Linked DNA regions of Ovis aries: region 1 is linked to region 2. The links are chromatin contacts, called in public Hi-C maps. All regions are on one chromosome and are shown on one strand. Each heading gives the region's core, a stretch centred on a gene start, on an enhancer-like site or on the middle of the called end of the contact. The rest is flanking DNA. Distances are from core to core; before and after follow the strand shown.

Evidence for each region. A called contact is a pair of places that touch in the nucleus more often than the background predicts.
Region 1: a Hi-C map of tail adipose tissue shows a contact between it and region 2, with 9 times the contacts expected there. The contact joins the promoter of CDH15 here to the promoter of APRT in region 2. A contact is called at or near these places in 10 of 16 Hi-C or Micro-C datasets (blood, hypothalamus, mixed tissues and 4 more).

What each region holds. Positions count from the first base shown.
Region 1 is chr14:13,800,896-13,807,518 of ARS-UI_Ramb_v3.0, reverse strand. CDH15 (cadherin 15) reads right to left here and starts at 4,219. Exons shown (of 12, transcript XM_060398286.1): 1 at 4,102-4,219. The coding sequence starts at 4,143.
Region 2 is chr14:13,559,144-13,565,208 of ARS-UI_Ramb_v3.0, reverse strand. It overlaps APRT (adenine phosphoribosyltransferase), which reads left to right and starts at 4,463. Exons shown (of 5, transcript XM_015100161.3): 1 at 4,463-4,569; 2 at 4,676-4,782. The coding sequence starts at 4,490. GALNS (galactosamine (N-acetyl)-6-sulfatase) reads left to right here. Exons shown (of 13, transcript XM_060397911.1): 12 at 989-1,106; 13 at 2,887-3,762. The coding sequence ends at 2,973.

The DNA.
Region 1 (6,623 bases), core at 2,970-5,469, 240 kb before region 2:
TGACCTCAGGCTCTTGGAGGGACCCTGAGGGACACACTTTGCCCTGTCCACACCTGCACTGGCCCTTAGCCCCCTGCAGCTCCCCATCGAGCCTCTGGCTGACCCCTGCCCACCCCCGGCCTTGGCGACACCCCGTGATGCCCACCAACTTGGCACAGGGCAAGTGGCCTGGGTGGGCTCGGGGAGTCCTGGCCACCAGACTCTCCCCAGCCCAAGGTGACAAGGTCAGCAGAAGCCGTGGAGCCTTGGCAGGGGCCCCTCCCCCAGATGAGAGGCTGCTAGGGGTGGGGGCCTGGGCTGCGCTGCAGCCCATTTCCCACTCTGGGAATGTGTCTCGGTTTGTCCTTTGTTCTCCCAGCATCCCCTTTCCAGAGACACTGGTGGTCAGTGAAGGCCTAGGAGCTGCCTAGGCATCACAAAACATTGGGGCCAGGATGAAGCCACGTGGACAGAACTGTGGACATTGATCGGAAGAAGCTCACCAAAGCCCCCGTGCCACTAAGAAGCAATGGGTGTCAGGGACCTCCTTCCCCCAGTGGGGGTCCAGCAGCTCCCCAAAGCTTATCCTCAGCCCCACCCTTAACCAAGAGCTGAAGACAACACCTGGAACCCCTAGAGATGCCAGGCCCCTGCCCTGCTGTTGGGCCCCCAACCCCAAGGCTCCTGAGTAAAAGAGCTCCCCACCGCATTTGGAGTTCATGGAGCCCAGCCGTGTGGTGAGCACCCCACAAACCAGCAACAAGGGCAGAACGGTCTTACCCACCCCAGACCAGGCAAGGTCTGGAGTAGGTGACACTGTCCAGCTGCAGGCTACCAAGGGCCAGGCCCCGAGGTCGAAACTTCCTTGTTGGGGCCTTTCTGGCTCAGGACCGCTCTTCCCCTGGGACCTGTGGGGTGCCTTCTCCACCTGGCCGCCACCGTGTGGCTGGGCTACTTCAGCTTGACTTGTCATCAGAACCAACCAGGATGGTAAACATCACGGACAGATTCCACCAGTTCACCCCAGACCTACTGAGCTGGGAATCCAGGCAGGCACGGGGCTGAGAGGTAGGACTGGGAGACTGGGACCGGGCTCCACCCCACCTCTCAGAGGGTCTGCGTGTGGGGTGGCGTTGGGGTCCCTGGTGGATCCATCCCTACCATCGACTGTACAGAAGTAAAACAGTGCCAGAGCCCCAGAGGGGCAGTCAGCTGCCCTTGACCTCCGCTGGGGTCCATCCTGCCCGGGGGCCTGGAGGCAGCCCATAGAGCTCTTTGCTGTCTTCACCAACCCTCGGGTTCAGAACAAAGAATTACGAGGCAGGCTGTCTCCCAGGGGCCCGGGGAAAAGAGTTGGACACTCTTCTGTGCTGGGTAGAGACGCTGGTGACCAGGGCAGCCAGTGGGACAGCAGGGAGAGCCTGCTTCAGCTCCCGGCCCTGTGGCCTCCAGAGGCCCCTGTGAGTGGTGAGCAGGGGACCCCCATGTGTCTTGGCTGACAGACAGGTGTTTTCAATCTCCCTGCCCGGTGCAATCAGAGGCCGACACGGACAGTGGAAGGGGTTCTGGGGCTCTGCTGAGTCACGTGGCCTCTGGGAGGAAACCTCAGCCATGCTCCCGGGGGCTCTGCAGACTCTGAAGACCCCCTGGCAACAGGAAAGTCCTGGTACAGGGCAGCCCCACAGCAGACACACGGTCTCCTCCAGAACAGGCCAGGGGATCAGCCCCACATCAGCGTGACAGTAAGCAGGGCTGCAGGGAGGGAAGCTGAGGTGCCGCCCTAGCACCGTGGGCGGGACAGCGGGGAGCATGGTGCTTGCCCCAGTGGGGGTGGGGGGAACAGCTGTCCTCTGCCTCACCATCCTGTCCCTCCACTGAGGCCTGCAACAGCTGGAGGGAGGCTCAAGGGAGAACCACAGGGCCTCTGGGCCAGGCGGACAGCTGGCTCCATTCCTGGCATGCCTGATGCCTGCCAGGCCGTCCAGGAACGGGGTGGCCTGGATTCCAGCCGAGGAGGTGGGGGGAAGGGGCTCAGGCCTGGGAAGCTTGCGGGGGAAACCAGACTGGGAACGTTTTGCCCACAATGTACCACGGCCTCTCCCTGGCCCAGGCAAACCGCACCCACATGACCCAAAGCTCCAGGCCTCCACCTGGTCCCTAGAATTTGAGGAACCCAGGCTTGGAAGTGATGTTGGAGGGGTGTCCCCACACACAAGTGCAAGGTCACTGGAGCTGGGGGCCCCTTCCAGCAGTGTGTGGGTTGGCTCCGAACTATCTGCTCCCTACCCGCAGGCGGGGCAGGGTCCCGGGGTGGGGTCCCAGTATGGACCCAGTTACTGGGGACACTATGGGCACAGAGGAGGGACTGACAGAGGCCGGCTCTGAAGAGACACATGCGAAGCCCCCTGGCTGAGATTTCAGGGGACACAGGCAGGGGGAAGGTGAGCCTCCGTCAAGCCCACCAAGCTGGCAATGGGTACACAGAGTCTGGTCAACAGGCCCTACCCCAGGGGCCCACCCCAGACAGCCCTGCTCAGGGCCTCCTGGAGGGGAAGGAAGGTGTGTCCAGGAAGTGGCCACAGGACCCCTATGGCTGGATAGGAAGGGACAAAAGTCTGAAAGCTGAGCTGGGTTGGGGAGGGCTGGTCCAGGGGACGCTCCCCTCGTTTGGGTGCTGATCTGAGCTGGGCTGAGTGCAGGAACGTGAGCAGCCAGGCTCGCTGACTGGTCCACCCCCCACTCCCGCCCCCCGAGAATCCTTGCAGTCCCAGCTGTCTGGGAGGGGGTGCATTCTAGCCCTGCGGGAGGGGAGAGGAATCTGAGCTCTCCTCCCCTCCCCTGGGACCTGGTCTGAGGATGATACCCTCAGTCTCGAAGGAGTGGGTCCCTGGGAACCAGGGGCTGGAACGCTGTTTCTGGAGCGAGTAGAGCCTTCTGGAGCGTGTGGGGCATCTGGGCCTCGCTTGGGAGGAGCAGAGAGCCCATTGCACCCAATGAGCTCCTAGCAGGGGGTTGAGGGGCGCAGGTCGTGGGCAGCTGGGCTGTGCTGGGCAGAGGGTGATCATGGCCTCTCTGAGCTAGCTAGACACAACAGTGGGGAGTGGGGAGCATGGTCTACAGGGGGTGGGGGTGTCAGTGAAAGGGCCCAAAGGCAGGCGTGGAGGTGGCTGGAGCTGTGGGGCTGGAGGCCTGAGGGGCCAGCCGCTGGAGGGTCCAGATGACAGGCACTTAGCTGCCAGGGGCTGAAACCCAAGCTGGCACACCGGAACTGTGGGAGGGTCTGTGGGGATGAGAGGGGAAGCCCTGGTGGGTGTGGAAGTGTAACAACAAGCAACGGGTCCTAAGCATGGCTCATCGCCCCCGTGATCATCACCTGTCCAGTCTAAGAGGCCCGAGGCCATCCCCTCTGGCCTCACCAATGGCACTGGCTCACACACGGCACTCCTGGGCCCAGCCCAGTGCCTGCCCATTAGCTAAGGGGTTTGAGGATGTGGTCGAATCTAAGGGTGCCCATGTGCAGAGTGGGGGCTCTGTGCTTCCCCCCACCTGCTGGCTCCCAGGCTGCAGAGACCTCAGGGTGTGGGGGTTGGGGGGCTGGCAGGAAGTGTGGAGGCAGAGGCTATGTGTGCTGGGACCTGTCTCTACTGGGCATGGGGCTCCCCAGGGAGAATGGGTTTCTGGAGGGCAGAGCTGCCCCATCCAGCTAGGCGGGTCAGCTGCCAACTCATGGGGGGTCGACATGGCCGGAACCTGGCCTCCAGGCTTTCCAGCCAGGGGTGCTCCTGATGCCCCCTCTCCCCATGCACCCCATAAGACTGAATACCCCCCGACTCTAGGGCTGAGGCCAGCACCTCCAGCGTGAGGGTGGCCTTCTGGGTCCTCTCTCCTGGCAGTCCCTGAACTTGGCTCCCCGTCCTGTCCACTGGGGGCGGTTACACTACTCTCCCCCAGGGGCACAGAGCCCTGGACAGAGCTGCCCCACCCAGAGCCTACCCCGGGCCCCTCAGCTCACAGCCGCCCACGGGAGCCCAGAGCCAGCGGTCCCGGAGGCCGGGCTGCCCCACTCTGAGACGCGGCGCTTAGCACAGGGGCCAGCGACCCCCGCGCGGCGCCCGGCCTTACCTGGGCCAGCAGCCCGAGGGCGAGGAGGAGCGCGGCGTCCATGGGCCGGTAGCAGGCGGCGGGCAGAGTGTCGGGCAGCGGGAGCGGCGCCTTCTGCTGGGACAGGACCCGGCTGAGTGACAGCACAAGTGTACTGGCGAAGGAGTGACAGCACGTGTGCGGGGGCGGGGCGGGGCGGGGCCTGCGGCTGAGTGACAGCACGTGTCCAGGGCGGAGCCGAAAGCTGGGCTCTGGGTCAGGCGGTGGAGAGGATGCCTGTCAGAAAGGCTGCGAACATTCTCCCTCACACTGAGCACCTTCGTGCTCCTGCCTCAGGGCCTTTGCACTGGCCATGTCTTTACCCAGACTGCCGTCAGGCTCCAGTCCCAAGGCAAGGCGCTTGGCGCCTTGAGGGCCCGATCACTTTTGCCGTGTTCATATAGTGTTCCCGCTGTGGGTGGAGCTCCTCAGGGCGGGTTGACCCTTGCTGCCCCCTACGGATAGCATACAGGAAAGAGAGCCCAGCCCTGCCTGCTGCCTCCTTTCCTTCCTCGTCGGTTGGAAACGCCTGGGTGGAAGGGGCAGGCTGTCTCTCCCCTCCCAGCCCCTACCTCCTGGTGTGTCGCTCAGAACCAGGGAGGGCAAGGGGTAAGGAGGTAGGGGGTGCCCTGCGGACCTCGAGCAGGGGAGTGAGGAGTGTCCTGTGTGGGAGCTGGTCTCCGTGGCAGAAGCAGGCATGGGGCCTCTGCCCTCCTCTCTAGATTGAGCAGGTGCAGCACCATCTGTGCCTGTAGCCTGCTTGGAAGGAGGCCAGGCTGCCGGGGTGCGGCGGGGGCTCCGGCAGTGACTGTATCCCTGGCACTCAGGGCTCCAAGGTGGGGGTGGAGGGTGGGAGTCCCTTCCATCTGCAGGCTCCGAGGCCCTGATGCTAAATAGTTCCTGGAGGCCACCATCCTGCCTCTGAGGTCAGGGACCCCAAACCTGGATGGAGGAGCCCTCTGAATGTTTTTGAGTTTCTGCCCCCATAGGTGAGGTAGAAGGGGGTAAGGGGGGCGCTGAGTGCCCAAGTCCCCTGATTACCCTCAGGCACCCTCTCCTCTCACTAGTCCATCCCTGCTCTGCGCCATCTGTCTCTTCAACAACCTCTGGGGATGGGGGCTCCAGGGGGAGGATGAGCTGGACCTGGTCCGGGGTTGGGGGGTGGCCCAAGAGATGCAGGAGCCTGGGGCCCAGTCCAACTTTGGCCCTTGCACAGGAAGTTCTCTCCACTGACCGCTTGTATCTGAGCCTCGAGGGCCTATCCAGCACTGGTCCACCCCAGGGTGCCAGGGCTAGCTGGCCTTTTTCCCAGTGGACTCAAGGCTACTGACCCTCTGGGCATCCCCTCTCCTCAACTCTGCAGGCCCCAGGCTGCCAACCCCAGGGTTTAACCCTTCACCACCAGCAGACCCTCTCTGGGGTCCTGTGTCAATGCCGGGGGGGCCTGAGGCATGGGTGTCCTCACCCATGGGACCCCCTTCCCTGGGTGGTCTCCCCTGATTCTGGTGGGGCTTGGGCACCTGTGAACTGGGAGGAGGGCAGAGGCTCCACTAGGGGGAGCCTTGGGGGAGGGGGTGTGGGAGGTGGGGGGTCAAACCTTGGGAGGTTCATCCACCTGTTTAGGGATTTGCAGCTTTCTCTTGATAAAACAGAGGCAATGAGGCTTTCAGCAGGGAAGTGAAGCTCCTATAACTTTCAAAAATTATGTAGTTATATCAATAATAATGTAATGATAGTGCAACAAGGATTATTATTACGTGTAAAAGAATAAAACAGTGAGGTTATAGAGTTGTTTCAGCTGCTAAGTTTACAGTAACTTTCTGGCAATGTAGTCGGGTGTGTAACTGGGCCGCACGGCTGGTGTTCAGTGGGCATTTGTTTGCTGGGCTCCCTGGGATAACTTCATGCCCCCACCCTCGGCCCAGTCTGCCCAGGGCTCCATGGTGCACATGCCCATCCTGCAAGAGAGGGTCAACTAGGGTCGTGCGGCAAGGGGACAGATGGCCAGGTGACTAGCTCCTGGGGCTGCACAGAGCGGTGCCCACCCACCCACTCAGGGTTCAGTCTCTGTGTCCAGAATGGGGACACAGAGGGGAGGGAGAATGCCTGGGGGTTCAAGAGAATTGGACAGAAAGGAGGTGACCTGGACACCAGGCACTGACCTGGGAGAGGACAGGTTCCTTGTGGACATGAACGGAGTGCCTGTGGTCATCCAGGTGGAGGTGCCCAGGGGCAGCTGTTGGTAACAACCGTCAAGGGCAGTGTTGCTCCGGGGGGGCCAGGCGCTGATCTCACCCCACCGTGGCTGGCCCCTCTGGGGCCCCATTTTACCAGGCAAGGACCCAGAGGCCAAGGTGACACAGCCAATCCTGGTGGGGTCTGGGAAGGAGCCCAGGCAACAGGCTGCAAGGTCCTCGCCCCTTTCAAGTTCAAGCCTGGTCTGGAGGCTGGGTGGAGGCAGACACTCCCTCTGCTCTTCCTCCCTCCCTGTCTCCCCACCCCAA
Region 2 (6,065 bases), core at 3,214-5,713:
CATGGCACGGGTGGGGCACATGATCCCATCCCCAGCATCCCCCAGGCCTTTAGCCCACCTCATAGATGGGTAGTGTGGGCCTCCAGGTCTCCAGGTGGGGTATAAGGAGAGACATTGTCTGAGCCCCACCCTGGATAGCAGATGTGTGTGTGTGTGTGAGAGAGGGAGATACGTGACTTCCAATACAAGTGCCTATTAGACGGTGGCGACAGCAGCAAGCCCTGCCCCTCGCTGGCTGTGAGCTGGCCAGATGGTGTCCCCTGAAATTCGAGGTCCCAAGGAACATACCTGCCACTGTGCCCCCAGGAGACCCCACTATCACCATCAGGGTCACTGGCCCAAGAAGAGGGCCCAGCATGGATACCAGGCTCCCCCAGTCGGGGGACCACATGACTTTGCGTGGGGTGACTTGGGGGACAGAGCTCTAGGCAAGAAGCCCTTGGTGCTGCCACCTGCCTGGGAAGTGTGCAGGGCTGAGCACGAAGTCTCCCAGGCATCTCCCCCGATGCCATCACACAGGATCCTGGGAGACTAGCTGGTGGGACAAGTGTAGACAACAGCAGGACGCCAAGGGCCCAGGAGCCACGTGGGCTCGGTCCAATCCACCAGGACCAGTTGCTCCAAGAAAAAGGAGCCTGGGCCAGAGGATTAAAAGGGACCCCAAAATAGGAAAGAGCCCCCCGTTTCTGGGGAGCACTCCAGGGCTTCCAGCTGAGGAGCAGGTTGAAGAGTCAGAGCCACTGTCCTGGGCCCCTGGCTCTGCCTGAACTCTCATTTGCTGGACGGTTCCCTGGGTGCCCACCTCAGGGCGGGCAGGCAGGACAAGAGGGGTCCATAGCCCCCGCCTGTCTTCCTGGCAGGTTGCCAGATGGTGGCACCTGGAGCAGGGCTGTCCCATCAGCCTCCCCACACCTTGGTCTACCTGAACGGGCTGCTGGGCTCGCTCTGCCCTTTCCCCACCTTGTGACCTGGTGCCGCCTGCCTGCAGCATTGCCAGCATCGAGTACCTGGACGCCCTTCGCAGGATCACCCCGGTCGTCCAGCAGCACCAGGAGGCCTTGGTCCCCGGACAGCCCCAGCTCAATGTGTGCAACCGGGCAGTCATGGTGAGTGGTCTGTACATGGACTGTGGGGGCAGCCTAGGGCCGTGTGCATGCTGAGCTGTCTGCCTCAGACACGAGCCCTGCTACCCTCCTGCCGCTCTGGCCACAACCTCACAGGAGCAGTAGGGGGTCTCTTGGCCTCTCTGCAGGAGCAAGATGAGCCAAACCCGTGTGGGATGTGGGTGTGGACCGGCTGGGTGGATGGCCTGGGGTGCAGCCAGCCCGTGAGCCCCGCTCCTCACCCACCCCCACCAAACCCTGCTGGAGTTCTGAGGATGGATGTGCAGCCCAAGCTGCTGCCCTGAGCTGGGTGGAAGATGGGGGGCGAGAACTAAAGGACATTGAATGTATTCCCTGGGGGTGAGGAGTGCCAGGGGGCAGCTGGCTTTGGGGGTGGCCTGGTCACTGTGGTCCACATCGAGGGCTCACAGGGAAAGATTCGAGGCAGGGGCCAGCAGGGCCTCCCCATCCCTTGGAAGGAACACCAGGCTGGTATTCTGGCCCCTGGACTCAGCAATGGAGCAGAAGGGCCCCGTCTCAGGACCACCGAGGTCCCTCAGGTCCCAGTGGCTGACAGACCTCCACCCGGGGAAGAGCCCCCAGTGCCCCCTCCAAGCCCGTCCTGTCGTCTTGGACACGGTGCTGTCCCCACCCCAGCACACCGTCTCCAGGTAGTGGCAGTTGCCGTGTGGCTCAGAGACCAAGGGTTCTTGGTGACAGGACGGGAGATGGGGAGGGGCCAACCTGACAGTCACTGCCGCCACCTCCTGGGCGCAGCCGGAATTGCCACGGCTCCCAAGTGAGTGAACAGTGGGGGTTGGGCTCAGACTGAAGTGAGCACTGCCACCAGAGGTTCAGCGGCCCACACACATGGGCACCTGCATGTGCACGCCAGTGTGCAAAGCACTCCCCAGCCTCCACGCTCTGCTCCGCCCAGCTGCTCTGGACCAGCGGGTAGACTCTGGATTGTGTCTTCGCTCTCAGGACAAGAGCAGCTCGCAGCCCGTCTCCCTAGGGCCTCATCAGACACTCTCCCCGACCTCCAGGCGCACAGGCTGGGCCCAGAATCTGCTTTTGCGTATACCCGACCCCTTTCTCTGCCCTGCCTCAAATGTTGGGAACTGCTCCCTTTCCTAAACCTGGCTCTGCCAGGTGGCCGTGCATCCAGAGGGCCACCTGATGGTGTTCATGGCAGGGGAGACTTGAGCCACGGTTCTCACAGGCACTGATGCTCCAATTCAGACTCAGGGTCTGAGGGGGGCGAGAGTAGGTGGAGTGACTCTGAGGAGGGCACACTTCCTGTGTCGGGGGACCCGGCAAAGCCACGAAGGCTCCCTCTCAGGGATGTGAGTGTCCTGTTGCCAGGAAATCATGGCCACACAAAGCAAGTCTGCGCACGAAGGAGCAGCCGGGCAAGCCTTCAGAGGCACCAAGGCCACCACCTACATAGCTTATGGGGCGGGAGGAGTCTGTCTCACCCCCGCCACCACCACCCGGGAGCCTGCAGAGGCCATGGTGCTGGGCAGTTAGCAGACTGTCCCCTTCAGTGACAAACAGGCCCTGTTAATACCAGGTTGCCGCAGGGCAGTGTCTCCTGTGTCAGCCTCGGGCGCAGAGCTGCTGCCAGGCCAGGTGGAGATGAGACAGGTGGTTCCACACTGTGGCGTCCATCTGTTGGGGTGGGGCAGGTCACAGGCCTGGGCAGGGCATGAGTCTGGACAGTACCAAGTCTGGAAGTGCTTAGAGTAACTGCATGTCCTCTTTCTGAACTTTCATTACCTAGAACTGGGCGCCCCCAGGCTGTGAAAAGTTAGGGAAGTGCCTGACACCCCCGGAGTCTGTCCCGGAGAAGTGCTCCTGGCCCCACTAGCGACAGCCTGGGTTCAGGCCAGGCCCAAGCCCCGGGCTAGGAAAGCTCTGGCCTCAGAGACCTCGGCTGGAAGAGCACCAACTTCCTCTGCCCTGCCTGCCTGCCAGACAGACGTCGCCTGTAGCCAGCAGCGGGACCTGCCTGAGCCCAGCCCTGGAGTCTTTCACCAGCCGTCCTGGGCCACCTGACTGCTGCCTGGGGCCCACAGCGGCCCCTGAACGGGAGGCTACTCGCCTCATCTTCCCACCCTGCTCCAGCTACCTCATGGCTGCCTCGTCTAGGGCCTGAGTTCTGTCCCCGGGCCCAGAGGCGGAGATGTATCCCCTTGAGGACTGTGGTCCTGGTGTTGAGGCTGCCTGCCCATCCTGTGTTGCCCCTTGGCGCTGTGCACAGGGCTTCCCCCAGCACCTCCCCCGCGTACCCCACCCCCATGGTGCAGGGGTGTGGTGTGAACACGATGGGGGCGGCCAAGGGCCTTTCTGACCCAGAGCCTCGCTAGTCCAGTGGGGAGTGCTGATGCCAGCACCTCCCTTAGACATCTTAGACACTCGGGTTTGTCTGTGCCTCAGAGGTTCCCTGCCTGCCCTCCCTTTGTGGAGTCCAGGGTGGCAAAGCTTGAAGATAAGCCTGAGCCAGCCTGTGCATAGCTTCCAGGGGACCCACCGTACAGAGGCCTGTGGGCTGCTCCCATCGGGTGGTTTCCGCTCTGCAGACTGCCCTGCCAACTCTACTGTTAAGACTTGTGGAATGGTGAAGAAAACGGGTTTAGAATAAAGTAACAGGCATTTAGCTTTTTTAAAAAACAAATTCTGTTTAGGGGAGGTTGCCCCCTGGGTGCCATGGTCGGGGCTGGAATGGGCCAAATGCCTGGGCTTTCACCTCTGGCTCTCCTCTCCCTCAGCCCTGAGTCTTCTGAACTGCTCCCCTTCAGGCCCTGCTCCGAACCCCTTCTTGCTCCGGTCCTTAGGCACCGGGGGCTGGTGGGGATGGGGGTCCTGGGGGAAAGGCCCCCTCGTACGGTGCTGCCAGAGCTCAGCCAAGACTCACTGGGAGGGAGAGAGAGTGGGCGAGGCCGGTCGGTGCGCTCCGCCCAAGGCGTGGGGTCCTGGCCACAGCTGTGCCGAAGACCTGCGGGCACTCGGCTCGGCCGAAGTCGGGCGAGTATTTCCCCGAAACTCTGGTTGGGCCTGCGTAGACGCTGTACTCCATCAACCCAGACTCACATCTGGGCCCTGCGCAAACGTCCTCGAGGCGGGGACTCCTGTGTTCTGGGCACCAGAAACAGGCGAGCGTCTTAAAACCGACCGTACATAAGACTCGATGAAATACGGTACCTCCTGCAGGAGGAGGTGGCCCCGCTCCTTGGGGCCCCGCCCCCGACCCCCTCCCGCGCCGGAGCGGAGCGCTGAGCCTGCCCCTGGCGTCCGGCCCCGCCCCCTGGGCTCCGCTCCCACTCGGCGCAGGCGCGGAGCCGCCGAGCCGGCCCCTCGTGCCCGCGACACGCGCGGAAGTGGCGATGGCGGATTCTGAGCTGCAGCTGGTGGCGCGGCGCATCCGCAGTTTCCCCGACTTCCCCATCCCGGGCGTGCTGTTCAGGTAACGGGCGACGGGAGGGACTGACGGGGCCGCGCGGCCAGGGCTGTCGGGACGCGGTGGCCTCTGCGTGGGTCCGGCAGTCACCAGGCCTGTCCTCGCGTGCCAGGGACATTTCGCCCGTCCTGAAGGACCCCACCTCCTTCCGCGCCTCCATCAGCCTCCTGGCGAATCACCTGAAAAAGGCCCACGGCGGCAGGATCGACTACATCGCGGGCAAGTGGAGCGGCGGGCGTCCGCTGGGTCCCCGGACCCTCCCCGAGGCTCCGCGTGTCCGCCACGAGGGCGCGGTGTTACTCTGGGCAGGGCAGGCTTAGGGAGGGCGGCCGCATTCTGCTTGGGAGAGGGCTTTGGCGGGGGTGGGGGGGTGGGGGGGACCTACCGGACACCCCCAGTGAAGTTGTAAGAACAGACCCGTTGCCCTACCCCCACTTAATCCAAAGTGGGGCAATAGACCCCTTCAGCCTGGGCGGCTTCTTCGGTGGCTGCCGGCGGCGGGCTGAGGACTGGCACCCCAGTTTCCTGCCCCAGCCCTGGACAGATGGGGCTCCCAGGCTGACTTTCCCCAGGGCCAAACATGCTTGCTTGTTCTGCTGCTGCCTATAGAGCACCTGCTCTGTGCCAGGCCTTGTACCCAGTGGAGGGTTTTAGGAAAACCCAGAAGATCCGAGGGAGAAGGCAATGGCAACCCATGGGTGGAGGAGCCTGGTAGGCTGCAGTCCATGGGATTGGGAAGAGCCGGACACGTCTGAGCAACTTCACTTTCACTTTCACTCATTGGAGAAGGAAATGGCAACCCACTCCAGTGTTCTTGCCTGGAGAATCCCAGAGACGGGTGAGCCTAGTGGGCTGCCGTCTATGGGGTCTCAGAGTCGGACACGACTGAAGCGACTTAGCAGCAGCAGCAGATCCGAGAAGACCCTGTCAGGTCATGTGTCTCGAGAGCCCCATCTCTGACCCTCTCTTGACTCCTGAATACCCTGAGGGGCCACTGCTGGGCCTAGGAAATGGGAGGGGCTCTGGCTAGCAGAGGTGGTCTTTCCTTCAGAAGCCTCCCTCCCTAGCCAAAACTCCCAGGTAAGGAGGAGACCCTGAGCTCCTCCAGAAGGGCTCAGTCCGTCCCCGAGGTGGCCGGTGCTGTCACAGCCTCTCCTTCTGGACTTGAAGTTCCCAGGGCAGATGCTGAGCCATCTGCAAAGGGCATTTCAGGTACCACCAGCCAGTGGTGAGCAGCCGAATTTTGGAGAGGTCAGGTGACTTACCCCAGGCCACCAGGCTATTTCCACCACTGTGTGGAGTGGCCCCTGCCCAGCTCCTGACCTCTTGCTCTCCAGCACACAGGAGTCCTGGGATGATAGGGGAGTCTGTCAACATCCCAAAGTGGATGGGTGTTGTTGGCCTCTCACCTGGAGCCCACGAGGCCATGTGTCCTGTGTCACGATGGTTACGTGTCACTGTCCAGCCCTAACTGCGGGTACCCAATGCTGCTGTTGTACACG